3 separate regions of the Mus musculus genome follow, and regions 1 and 2 are each linked to region 3. Evidence: chromatin contacts called from public HiChIP or PLAC-seq data. All regions are on one chromosome and are shown on one strand. The core of a region is the stretch at or near the end of the contact, and the rest is flanking DNA. Distances in the headings are between cores, read along the strand shown. Region 1 holds the start of Fbll1 (fibrillarin-like 1). Region 2 overlaps Slit3 (slit guidance ligand 3). Region 3 has its middle 19 kb from the start of Gm25799.

Region 1 (3,555 bases), core at 429-2,928, 920 kb before region 3:
GAATAAACCCTTTCCTCCCCAACTTGTTTCTTGGTCATAATGTTTGTGCAGGAATAGAAACCTTGACTAAGACAACCTCCATCAGGACGCATATGAAACACACACACACAAATAAATAGTTTTTCATGCAAAATGGATGCTGGCAAATCTGAAATCATCAAAACCAACACCCTTCTTCAAAAGTTGTTGGATAAGAAGCACTAATGTTCCGGGTTAAATGCTATTAGGTAGCATAATTCTCTCTTCCTTGGAGAAGAGCAGCCTTTTAATTTATACAGGGCTTCAACTGATCAAATGAAACTTACCCACACAATGCAGGACAATCTGTTTTACTTGACAAATGTAAATGATAACCTCATCCAATCACTGCCCAGAAACAACCAGAATAATATTTGATTAAGTATCTGAGCATCCCATGGCCAATTCAAATATATGCAAAAACTAGTCATTACAAGGTCTGATTGGTGGAAACACAACCAAGACAGCAAATGTAACTCATTTTAGAGAATACTCTTCAAATTGTAATTAGAGTGTTTCCCACGAACAAGCTATCACAGGAATCCTGCATTTCTTCCTCTGCCACCTTCTCTATATCCTCATGCAGACTTGTGGCCCTCATCAAGAAAGTCTTATAATACTCAGGGGTGAACAGCCCTGCCATTGCTGTCTGTGGATGTGAGACAGGAGAGGAGATTAATGTGTGCACATATGGGGAGTTAATATCCTCTCCCTGTGTCATGTTCTAGTTCTTAGGTGCATTCCACTGAAGAAATATAGTTTTTAGCTTGGCTAATGTGCACCAAAGCTATTTGCAAAAGCTTTTCCCTTCCCCCTGCTGCTTGAGGAATTTTCCCTTTCCCTGCCAATATAAGCAAGTTCAATAGTTCAATACCACCCGGGCCCTTCCCCATCTGAGAGGACTGACTAAGAGGTCATGATGACCACAGTTGACCAGAGCAAGATTAGCAGTTCTCAAAAATTAGCTATAACACAGATAACAGTCCTTGGAAATCCTGCCTCAGTTTGAATTCCACAATAAACCACATACTGTCCTAACCTTGCTGACGAAGTTTTCTGGCACATCAACAGCTGATCACTAAAATTAAAAATACACTATTGCTTTGCTAGCCAATAATGATATCACTGTGAGGTGCCCCCCTTTCAAAGATTATAAAAAAGATGTACTTTTGACAATCGGGGTTTACTCTCCCTGCGAGGCTGAGCAACGCCCCCCCCCCCCATGGTTTTATTCCACGCACGTTAGAATAAAAACCTCTTGTCATTGTTGCAGCGTTCTGCCGTCAAGCTGTGTGTTTCTGGGGGTCGCGTTCTCAACACTTGGGCCCTTGGGGGCCCAACACCATCTCCCTGGACTTGGCACTTAATTCCACTAACAGGGAGGTCAGACATGTGCTTAGATCAGCTACACAGAAGTCCAGCTTGGCCCCAAAGCCACCAATAGTGGTCAGAAGAGACGTGTTTGAGGTAGCTGTCCCTGGTGCTGACTGGACGCTAAAGCCTATGTAGGGACGTCTGGGTTTCTATCCGCGGTGCTGCCCATTTCTTCCTCCAGTTCCTCAAGGTTTGGATGAAAGAATGGTTTTTAAAGCACAGACGAAACATCGAAGTAATTTCCTTTTTTTTTTTTTTTCTGAAGTAAGTGCCATATGATTTAGGTTACACATAGGTTTCCTGCTGACACACGGGAGAGCAAGAAACTAAGAAACTCAAGGACTAGTGGATGCGCGCTTCCCATCTCTCTGCCACAGAGACGCTTGGCCACTGCGAGATCCAGGGAAAGAAGCTGGAGTCCCTGGGAAAGCAGAGAATAAATACCAGCAGACTCGAGAGAAGGCAAAGGGTTACAAGTGAGCAGGCTGTGTCTGCGCGCAGCTGGTGCAGGGGGGCTTCCGGGGCTACAGGGGCTACAAAACGGCTGTGATGCAATCACGCAAGTCACCGCGTCAAAGCGTGGATCCGGGGATGTGCGCACCGCGGCCCCCTGCATCCCGCTGCGGCTAATCCTGCGGGCAGCCGCCGCCAACAATTTGTCCCCATTCCGCAGCAACCGCCCGGGTCCCTCGCGATCCCCGACCACCGCGGCAGTTCCTGAGAGCTGCGGGGGCCATGAAACCCGCGGGCGGCCGCGGCGGCTGGGGCTGGGGTGGCGGCAAGGGAGGCAGCAAGGGAGGTGACACGGGCTCAGGGACCAAAGGCGGCTTCGGGGCACGCACACGCGGCTCCAGCGGCGGCGGCCGGGGCCGGGGACGAGGCGGCGGCGGGGGCGGCGGGGGCGGCGGCGGCGACAGGCAGCGACGCGGCGGTCCAGGCAAGAACAAGAACCGCCGCAAGAAGGGCATCACGGTGTCGGTGGAGCCGCATCGGCACGAGGGCGTGTTCATCTACCGCGGCGCGGAGGATGCTCTGGTCACACTGAACATGGTGCCTGGAGTCTCGGTGTACGGCGAGAAGCGCGTCACCGTGATGGAGAACGGGGAGAAACAGGAGTACCGCACGTGGAATCCCTTCCGCTCCAAATTGGCAGCGGCCATCCTGGGCGGCGTGGACCAGATCCACATCAAGCCCAAGTCCAAAGTGTTGTACCTGGGCGCCGCCTCCGGAACCACTGTCTCACACGTCTCCGACATCATCGGCCCCGACGGCCTGGTCTATGCGGTTGAATTCTCCCATCGCGCCGGCCGCGATCTGGTCAACGTGGCCAAGAAGCGCACCAACATCATCCCGGTGCTGGAAGATGCCCGGCACCCGCTCAAGTATCGCATGCTCATTGGCATGGTGGACGTGATCTTCGCCGATGTGGCCCAGCCAGATCAGTCGCGCATCGTGGCGCTTAACGCCCACACCTTTCTGCGCAACGGAGGCCACTTTCTCATTTCCATCAAGGCCAACTGCATCGACTCCACAGCGTCTGCCGAGGCCGTGTTTGCTTCTGAGGTGAGGAAGCTGCAACAGGAGAACTTGAAGCCACAGGAGCAGCTGACTCTGGAGCCCTACGAAAGGGACCACGCCGTCGTCGTCGGGGTCTATCGGCCCCCACCCAAGAGCAAGTAGCAGCAGCAGAAACCAGGGAAGGTGCCCCCGCGCTGCCACAAGACTGTGTCTTTGTGCCTGTCCTAGTGCGTTGTTTTTCTATTTAATAAAATAAACAATTCCCAAGTGTACAGTTGAGGCCAGAGTGGGTTTTGCAGCTGCACCAGTCGCTCTCCAGCCTTGGTGGCCTAATACAGAGGTATAGGGCCCCTTCAAGGAACAACATGGGAGTGGTGTCTATTCCAGTCACCCCAGGCCTGGTCTCCACAGGGTCCCATTTTTACACGTGTCTTTTAATCACAGGAACAAGGATAGGAGAGCCCGCTAGTGATCTTTAAAGTATTTCTTGGGGGAAATACGAAGGCACTGGGGTTTTTTTGTTTTGTTTTGTTTTGGGGGCGGGGGTGGGGGTGGTCAAGGCTGAGTCCAGGGAAGACTATTGGATGCTGACCTATTCAACCTGACTCAAAGCTAGGCTCTTCCCTGTGTGTCTGTTTTCTGAAA
Region 2 (3,213 bases), core at 621-3,120, 710 kb before region 3:
TATATAACACTTTCTCACTATCTCAGACCAGCTGAGACTTGTCTGAGAGGAGTGGATACCATCTATCAATTTCGGGATACGGAGTCCACACTGTTAAGGCCCTCTACCCAACCACCCTCCCACGGAAACAGTCTGACAAATTCTTCCCAAGGGAAACTCACATTCGCTTCAGTTTTTTGTACTGGGTGAAGGCTCCTGCAGGAATGGATTTGATGGAGTTCTGTTCTAGGCGTCTGGAGAAGAGAGCAGAGAAGAGTCAGTTAATCAACCACTTATCAACAAGGGACCACTGAGGGCCTTGGGGACAAAGCACAAGGGCACAGGGCACATGTCCTGGTTGTGGGAGACAGGACAAACACTGAAATAGCCACAGCATTCAGCTTTTGGCCTATAGAGCATCATCCAAGGGCCCAAGAGCTACTGGAGAAAGCTAGGAGGACTTTCCGGGAGCTTCGATGCTTGCTACCGTCAGCTGCCTTTGGTGGCAGCTGTGCTCTTCAGAGAATGTTGCAGGAAGTAACTAGAACAGAGAGTTGAGAAAAAGTGCATATCATGAAGAGAAAGAAGAGAGAGATGGACCACAGGGCAGCTGTGTTTCCCTGCCATGGAACCATGACACTCTATAGGTGACATCCCAACTACACAGCTAATGGGCAGAACTGTCAGCAGCTCGCTTCATTTGGCAGTTTCAATATTGTGGAGAAACTGCCTTAAAGTCTCTAGGCTTCCAGTCTGACACTCCTCAAACCGACTGCCCGAGACCCTGGCAGCCTCAGGCCCCAGGCTGGACCCCTGAGAAGCTGCTGTAAAGTGTATCACATACTTTATATGAACTTTCTCGAATGCTTCCACTCTTAGGACTCTGGGAAGAATAAGATGGTGCAGGTCCAGAGCCTAGAACTTCCTGGGGAGAGAAGGGGCGATGGGGACTGAGAGAGCTTTTGCAGTCTTATTATGTCATCTCTCAAATGCCTTCCCACCACTAAGGACCGGTGTAGTGGGAAACAGGGATGAGCCGCAGGTGGGACACTCTATTATGATGATGAATGATACCAGAGCCCAGGCTGAGGACTTAGCATCCCAGCCCCATCCATCTCCCTTCTCCCGAAGGTGCAAATCTTTTCATCAACTCCTCATTTGGTGTGGCTGCTCCCCAAACCCTCAGCTGAGAAAACACACACACACACACACACACACACACACACACACACACAGAGAGAGAGAGAGAGAGAGAGAGAGAGAGAGAGCAGAGACAGAGAGACAGAGAGAGACAAACACAGAGAAAGAGAGAGAATGAATGAATGAATGAATGAATGAATGAATAAGAATGTTTGGAAGGGATGTGTGGGGTGCCAGAGGGAGAGAGGGGAGGGACTGGCTCCCTCAGTGGCTATGTCTAGCGGATGCACACTTCTGGCAGGGAGGACCCATTCATCTTGAAGAGTAATCCCTGCTGCAGCGTGGGGGAGACAGTCGTATTAATTTGTGCCTCCACGATCTCATCTTCATTGGGGGAACAGAGTATTTGTTACTGGAACCGCTAATGGAGCAGTTTGCCAGCAATTTCGCCATTTCAAACAACATCTCAGCTGCTAATGTGGACTGGTTTGTCAGGCCTACCCATAACACAGACAAATCACTCTCTAGGCAAAAGGAAGGGGGAACGGGTGGGAGCCCAAAGAGGAAGGGCGGGTGAGAACGGAGAGCATCAGGGCTGATCTTTCTTGGCTGCTGGATGAACACGGTTTACAAATGAGACTGCCACAGTCTGTTAGCAATGCCTTTGTGCCCTGTTGGAGGGGGTGGGGAGGGCACTTTCCCGGGACTGCAGTCATAGACAGGCTGGACGGAGGCCCAGTTGGCTGACTGACTGGTGGTGAGTCACCAAAGCTTACCATTGGGATGTGGGATCATGGGCTACTGGATACAGTCACCCGCAGAGGATGCCTTGACAGACTTTCCAAGGACATTCTCCTTTTTCTGACTGAGTAGAGAATTCAGCAGGGAATTCTCAGCCAAGGCAACAACTCCATGGATCTCTGGGACACCACAAGCTCTCCAAGGTATCCTGTGAGTCACCTGCCACGCAGGAAAGGGACTTTATCATTTTCTGCCTTTGGAGAGAACCACTGTCCACCAGGATAGTGGCCCTTTTGTCTTTTTTGCAGGGGAACTCATGTCTACAAGCCTGTCTATGTGAAGCAACGATGGATACGAGTTCTATTATCTCTGTGCAGTTTACAATCAGCCAGACTCCGCTTGGGCAAATACTAAGGGAGGAGCAGGATGTGACACCGACCTCAAGGACTTTACGACTCTGTTGACAGAGCTCAAGGCAGCCCACCAGAGAATTGAATTCTATTGCTATAATAATCAAGATCACTATTATCGAGTATTATTATTAATGGCGTGCTGGCGTTTATGTCTGTTATTTTTGAGAACCCTTATTCTTACGAGGCGAGCTGTACTGGCCCATTTGTAAACAAGGCGAAGGAAACCTAGAGGGATCAAAAAGCTTGTCAAAAAGGACACAGCGAGTCAGTGGTGGGATGAATGAGCCCTGTTCCTATCTGTCGGTCACACTGCTTGTCCATATTTATGAAAATGGGTAAATAGAGGCTTTTCCCAAGTCATGGGAAAGTCTCAGACATTAAGGCCTACTGACATCATTGATGTCCGTGCTCAGCGGATAGGGTCTCAAAGCCGAGGGAAGATGGGACAGAGATGAAAAGACAGGAAATGAATACTCATCAGCTCTCTGGATCTGTGGGATCACCATTCACAGACTCAACCAACTGTGCTTAAAATATATTAATAAAAAGGCATCTGATTCAACATGGAGAGATTTCCCTAAACAACAGAGTCTAACAGCTACTCAGTGTTGGTACTTAGAGAGTATTTGAGAGAGGACTTAATAGTAACAGGAGGATGTGCACGGTTTACGTTCATTTTATATAATGGATTTGAGCATCTGAGGATTAGGAGTTTCACGGGAGCTCCTGAAAGTACCCCCCCCCCATGAATATATATTATGCATATGGAGTGCAAGGAAATGAGGTTTGAACAGAAAACAAGAACTCCAAGTTTAGACTATTAACCCTGGTGGAGACCTTGCCTTGTACCCTGCCTGCACTCCTCAGGTTTTTTTACTCCGAGAATAGGCTTTGTCTGTATTTCTTAGCCTTCCACGGGATCCTTAGTGGATTGTCAAAG
Region 3 (3,335 bases), core at 777-3,276:
AGAAGAAAGTTAGAGAAAATGTAGAGGAATCTCGAGTAAACTTTGCTGTAGCTGATCCTGCAAATGCACCAGTTGAGCGGTTTTAGGGATGTCTATCCCTGGCTGTGTCTCCTAACGTACTATCTGAATGTACTATTGGAAACTGTTATTGTAGCTAGAGCTATGCTAGCATAGCTTAAGAGTGACATCCAGTGGTCTGTTGAGGTGAGCCAGCATAGAGAACGGTTTAGCAACCTCAGACTCTACTTTGTTTGGGTTATAGACAAACCCTTTTACATCCTATCTTTATTCTAATAATGCAGCTGAGAGTCTAGCTTCTTTGCCTGCACATACCATGCGCCAATACTCCTCCTTGATCCATGCACCTAGTGACCTTGGGTCCTCACCTGTACATTCTACTTCGAACAAGGGAATTAATTTTTCCCTACCCTAGTACCCTGGATAGATTCTACTTAAACATATTCCCAGTTATGTCCCAGTACAAAAATCTGGAGTGAAATCCAGTCTAAATTGGCTTGTGGTATATATACAACAAGGCAAAATTGCCCTAACATGAGTTTTATTTATTTATTTATTTATTTAGGCAGAATCTCCTATGCCTCTGAAGAATTGGGTGCAGATATGATTAAAATCAGATGCATCATGGGTAGGGACGTGTATAGCAGAAAAAAAGACTTTATGCCTAACCTGTCAATAAAAACAGAGAACCACCTTCTCCATGTCCCTTATCACCCAAGTTCCTCCTCCCATTTGTGAAGTCCTTAAAATGAAACTCCAAATAATAACTGGAGTTCCTGAGTGTCTTCATTCTCATGACCCATTGCCCTCTTGCAGGATATTCAGACCTATTCTAGAGCTTTGCTTTGAATAAAGTTTTCTAGATACACTTGCCATGTGTGTGGGCTTTTTATTTGAACTCCTTGAATAAGAAGCCCCAAACTTCAAAACACCTGACCCTGACCACAACCCCAGCAACAAATCATAACTTAGTCACATCTGTAATACATATAGAAATCTAATCCCTTCCCAATTGTTAACGTAAATAGAGAGGAACATAATATAGGAGAGCCCGAACATTAAATCATTAGGCTTACTTTAGGAAATTATCAAAGCCATGTTGCCTGGTTGTGGGTGATCTCGTATTTCAGTTCATGGGTCTGTTTTTCTCTTTTAAACAAAAGCCTTTCCTCGTTCTGGTGATGAGCTAGTGGGCACAGAGGGAAAGTGGAGGGGAAGTATACTCACCACCATGCCCCCCAGTGCAGATGCAGAAGGGAAGTGAGATCCACAGGGCTAGTCTAGGAGAAGTAGACAGCCCTAGACCTGGTTCTCATCACCAGAAGTTCAATTATTTATGGCTCAAGAGAGTGTGGAAAATCTGCCTAGACACAGGTTTGAAATAATATATGAGTGCTCACCTGAGATGAGAGCCCATCTGTGTAGGGGTCCATGTAGAGTTGAGTGAGTCTTTGTGTATGGTCCCCAGAGAGGCAGCTAGCTAGCTACTCTACAAAGATTCCCAGACAGCAGCTAAGGCCAGGGAGCGTGAGTGCAGAGGAATATCAGCCTCGTGATGGTCCTGCATTCAACAATATGCTTCAGAATGCTCACGGTGGTTATCCCAGGTAGACTGGGGAGTCGGGTCCATTCTATTATAGACACAGTCTCAAAAGAAAATAATTAAATAGTTAATTTCATGTGGGCTTCAAATCGCCTCATTCCCTTCTCTCAACTACAAGAATCAAACCAATAATTCTCGAATGACTCATACTTATGTCTACAGGGATATCTTTGTAACTGAAAAAAACACTAATTCAGAATTCTGTGATTTGAATATTTTGCTGGCATGAAGGAATGCCCAGCAATGGGAAAGCCCCTTCCCCATTTAATAATGTTTTCCAGAAGCAAGTCAGCAAAAGTGCATTTATTCATAAATACAGAGCAATGCCTGCAAAGGAAAGCTGGAGGTGGCTACAGTTGGAATTGTTGAGACATCTCTTTGACTCATCTCCATCAGGGGGCAGATGATAATAGTGTGGTTAAGGTTGGCCCCATTGTCAAGATGTGGTAAGAGACTTGTTCCTGCTTCCTTCTATATAAGCAAATCACACAAGGCAGTGGGAGTTGATCTTCTATGACGTCTGCAACAAAACAATTTCCACAAAGTCTGCTTGCCTGGTATATCAAAGTGATAGGTGGGATTAGGCTCCCCTGTGGAAATTTCCATGTATGTTTTAGAACATGTGGAGATTGCAAAGAAGAGCTATAAAATCCATACATGCTTACAGTGTTAAAATGCTCTTGTCAATGAGGATGTGGAATGGGGGTGGTGAATCACATTCTAGCAGGGTATTAGCTTATTTCTCAGCATAACGGGAGCTTTCAGAAATCAAAGGAATAATTTTCAATGTTCAAACTCTCTTTTTTTGTATGTTTGTTTGTTTTTGAGACAGGGTCTCTTTAAATAACAGCCATGATTGTCCTGGAACTTGTTTTGTAGACCAGGCTGACTTTGAATTCAGAGAGCCCATTGCCTCTGCCTCCCAAATGCTGGGATTAAAGGTGTGCCCAGGTTTTAAATTCGCTGAACAGGATGATGTATGCAATAGAAAGATAAGTGTCATGACATGCAACTTTCTATCTTGTTTTTATTAATATGACTTAGCAATCACTGCCTGACCAAGATGGGGTAAGGTAGATATTGAAGCTCAAGTGGAAAGTTATTCAATCGCATTTTGTCTTGAGTTGTTTTCCCCAAACATGCCCTTATTTCTAAGACATATTTTAATAGGAAACAGATTACATCTCTGTCTAATCTGTCTGTGCAAGAATTCCCACTTCAATCGGATAGGGGACTAATATCCAACATATATAAAGAACTCAAGAAGGTGGACTTCAGAAAATCAAATAACCCCATTAAAAAATGGGGCTCAGAATTGAACAAAGAATTCTCACCTGAGGAATACCGAATGGCAGAGAAGCACCTGAAAAAATGTTCAACATCCTTAATCATCAGGGAAATGCAAATCAAAACAACCCTGAGATTCCACCTCACACCAGTCAGAATGGCTAAGATCAAAAATTCAGGTGACAGCAGATGCTGGCGAGGATGTGGAGAAAGAGGAACACTCCTCCATTGTTGGTGGGATTGCAGGCTTGTACAACCACTCTGGAAATCAGTCTGGCGGTTCCTCAGAAAATTGGACATAGTACTACCGGAGGATCCAGCAATACCTCTCCTGGGCATATATCCAGAAGATGTCCCAACCGGTAAGAAGGACACATGCTCCACTATGTTCATAGCAGCCTTATTTATAATAGCCAGAAGCTGGAAA

Evidence for each region. HiChIP or PLAC-seq counts read pairs in DNA pulled down with a chosen protein or histone mark.
Region 1: an SMC1A HiChIP or PLAC-seq map of the NIH/3T3 cell line shows a contact between it and region 3, with 22 times the contacts expected there. The contact joins the promoter of Fbll1 here to the enhancer-like site in region 3. A contact is called at or near these places in 4 of 39 promoter capture datasets (cranial neural crest, maxillary cranial neural crest, pre-B cells and 1 more), 1 of 15 datasets of contacts at CTCF or cohesin (the NIH/3T3 cell line) and 4 of 115 datasets of contacts at active chromatin or transcription factors (SST interneurons, embryonic forebrain, embryonic hindbrain and 1 more).
Region 2: an H3K27ac HiChIP or PLAC-seq map of the NIH/3T3 cell line shows a contact between it and region 3, with 7 times the contacts expected there. The contact joins two enhancer-like sites. A contact is called at or near these places in 1 of 15 datasets of contacts at CTCF or cohesin (the NIH/3T3 cell line) and 2 of 115 datasets of contacts at active chromatin or transcription factors (the NIH/3T3 cell line and double positive thymocytes).

Annotation. Positions count from the first base shown.
Region 1 is chr11:35,797,007-35,800,561 of GRCm38.p6, reverse strand. It overlaps Fbll1 (fibrillarin-like 1), which reads left to right and starts at 1,678. Exons shown (of 1, transcript NM_001004147.3): 1 at 1,678-3,182. The coding sequence starts at 2,128. The coding sequence ends at 3,072.
Region 2 is chr11:35,585,953-35,589,165 of GRCm38.p6, reverse strand. It overlaps Slit3 (slit guidance ligand 3), which reads right to left. Exons shown (of 36, transcript NM_011412.3): 10 at 162-233. Among named protein-coding and RNA genes, the nearest start is that of Mir218-2, 29 kb to the left of the region's middle. Within about 2 kb of position 1,870, at least 79 of the 459 cell types and tissues checked have an H3K27ac peak or open chromatin away from gene starts, as enhancers often do. A contact at or near this core is called in the NIH/3T3 cell line, where this site is marked.
Region 3 is chr11:34,878,567-34,881,901 of GRCm38.p6, reverse strand. No RefSeq gene overlaps it. Among named protein-coding and RNA genes, the nearest start is that of Gm25799, 19 kb to the left of the region's middle. Within about 2 kb of position 2,026, at least 4 of the 459 cell types and tissues checked have an H3K27ac peak or open chromatin away from gene starts, as enhancers often do. A contact at or near this core is called in the NIH/3T3 cell line, where this site is marked.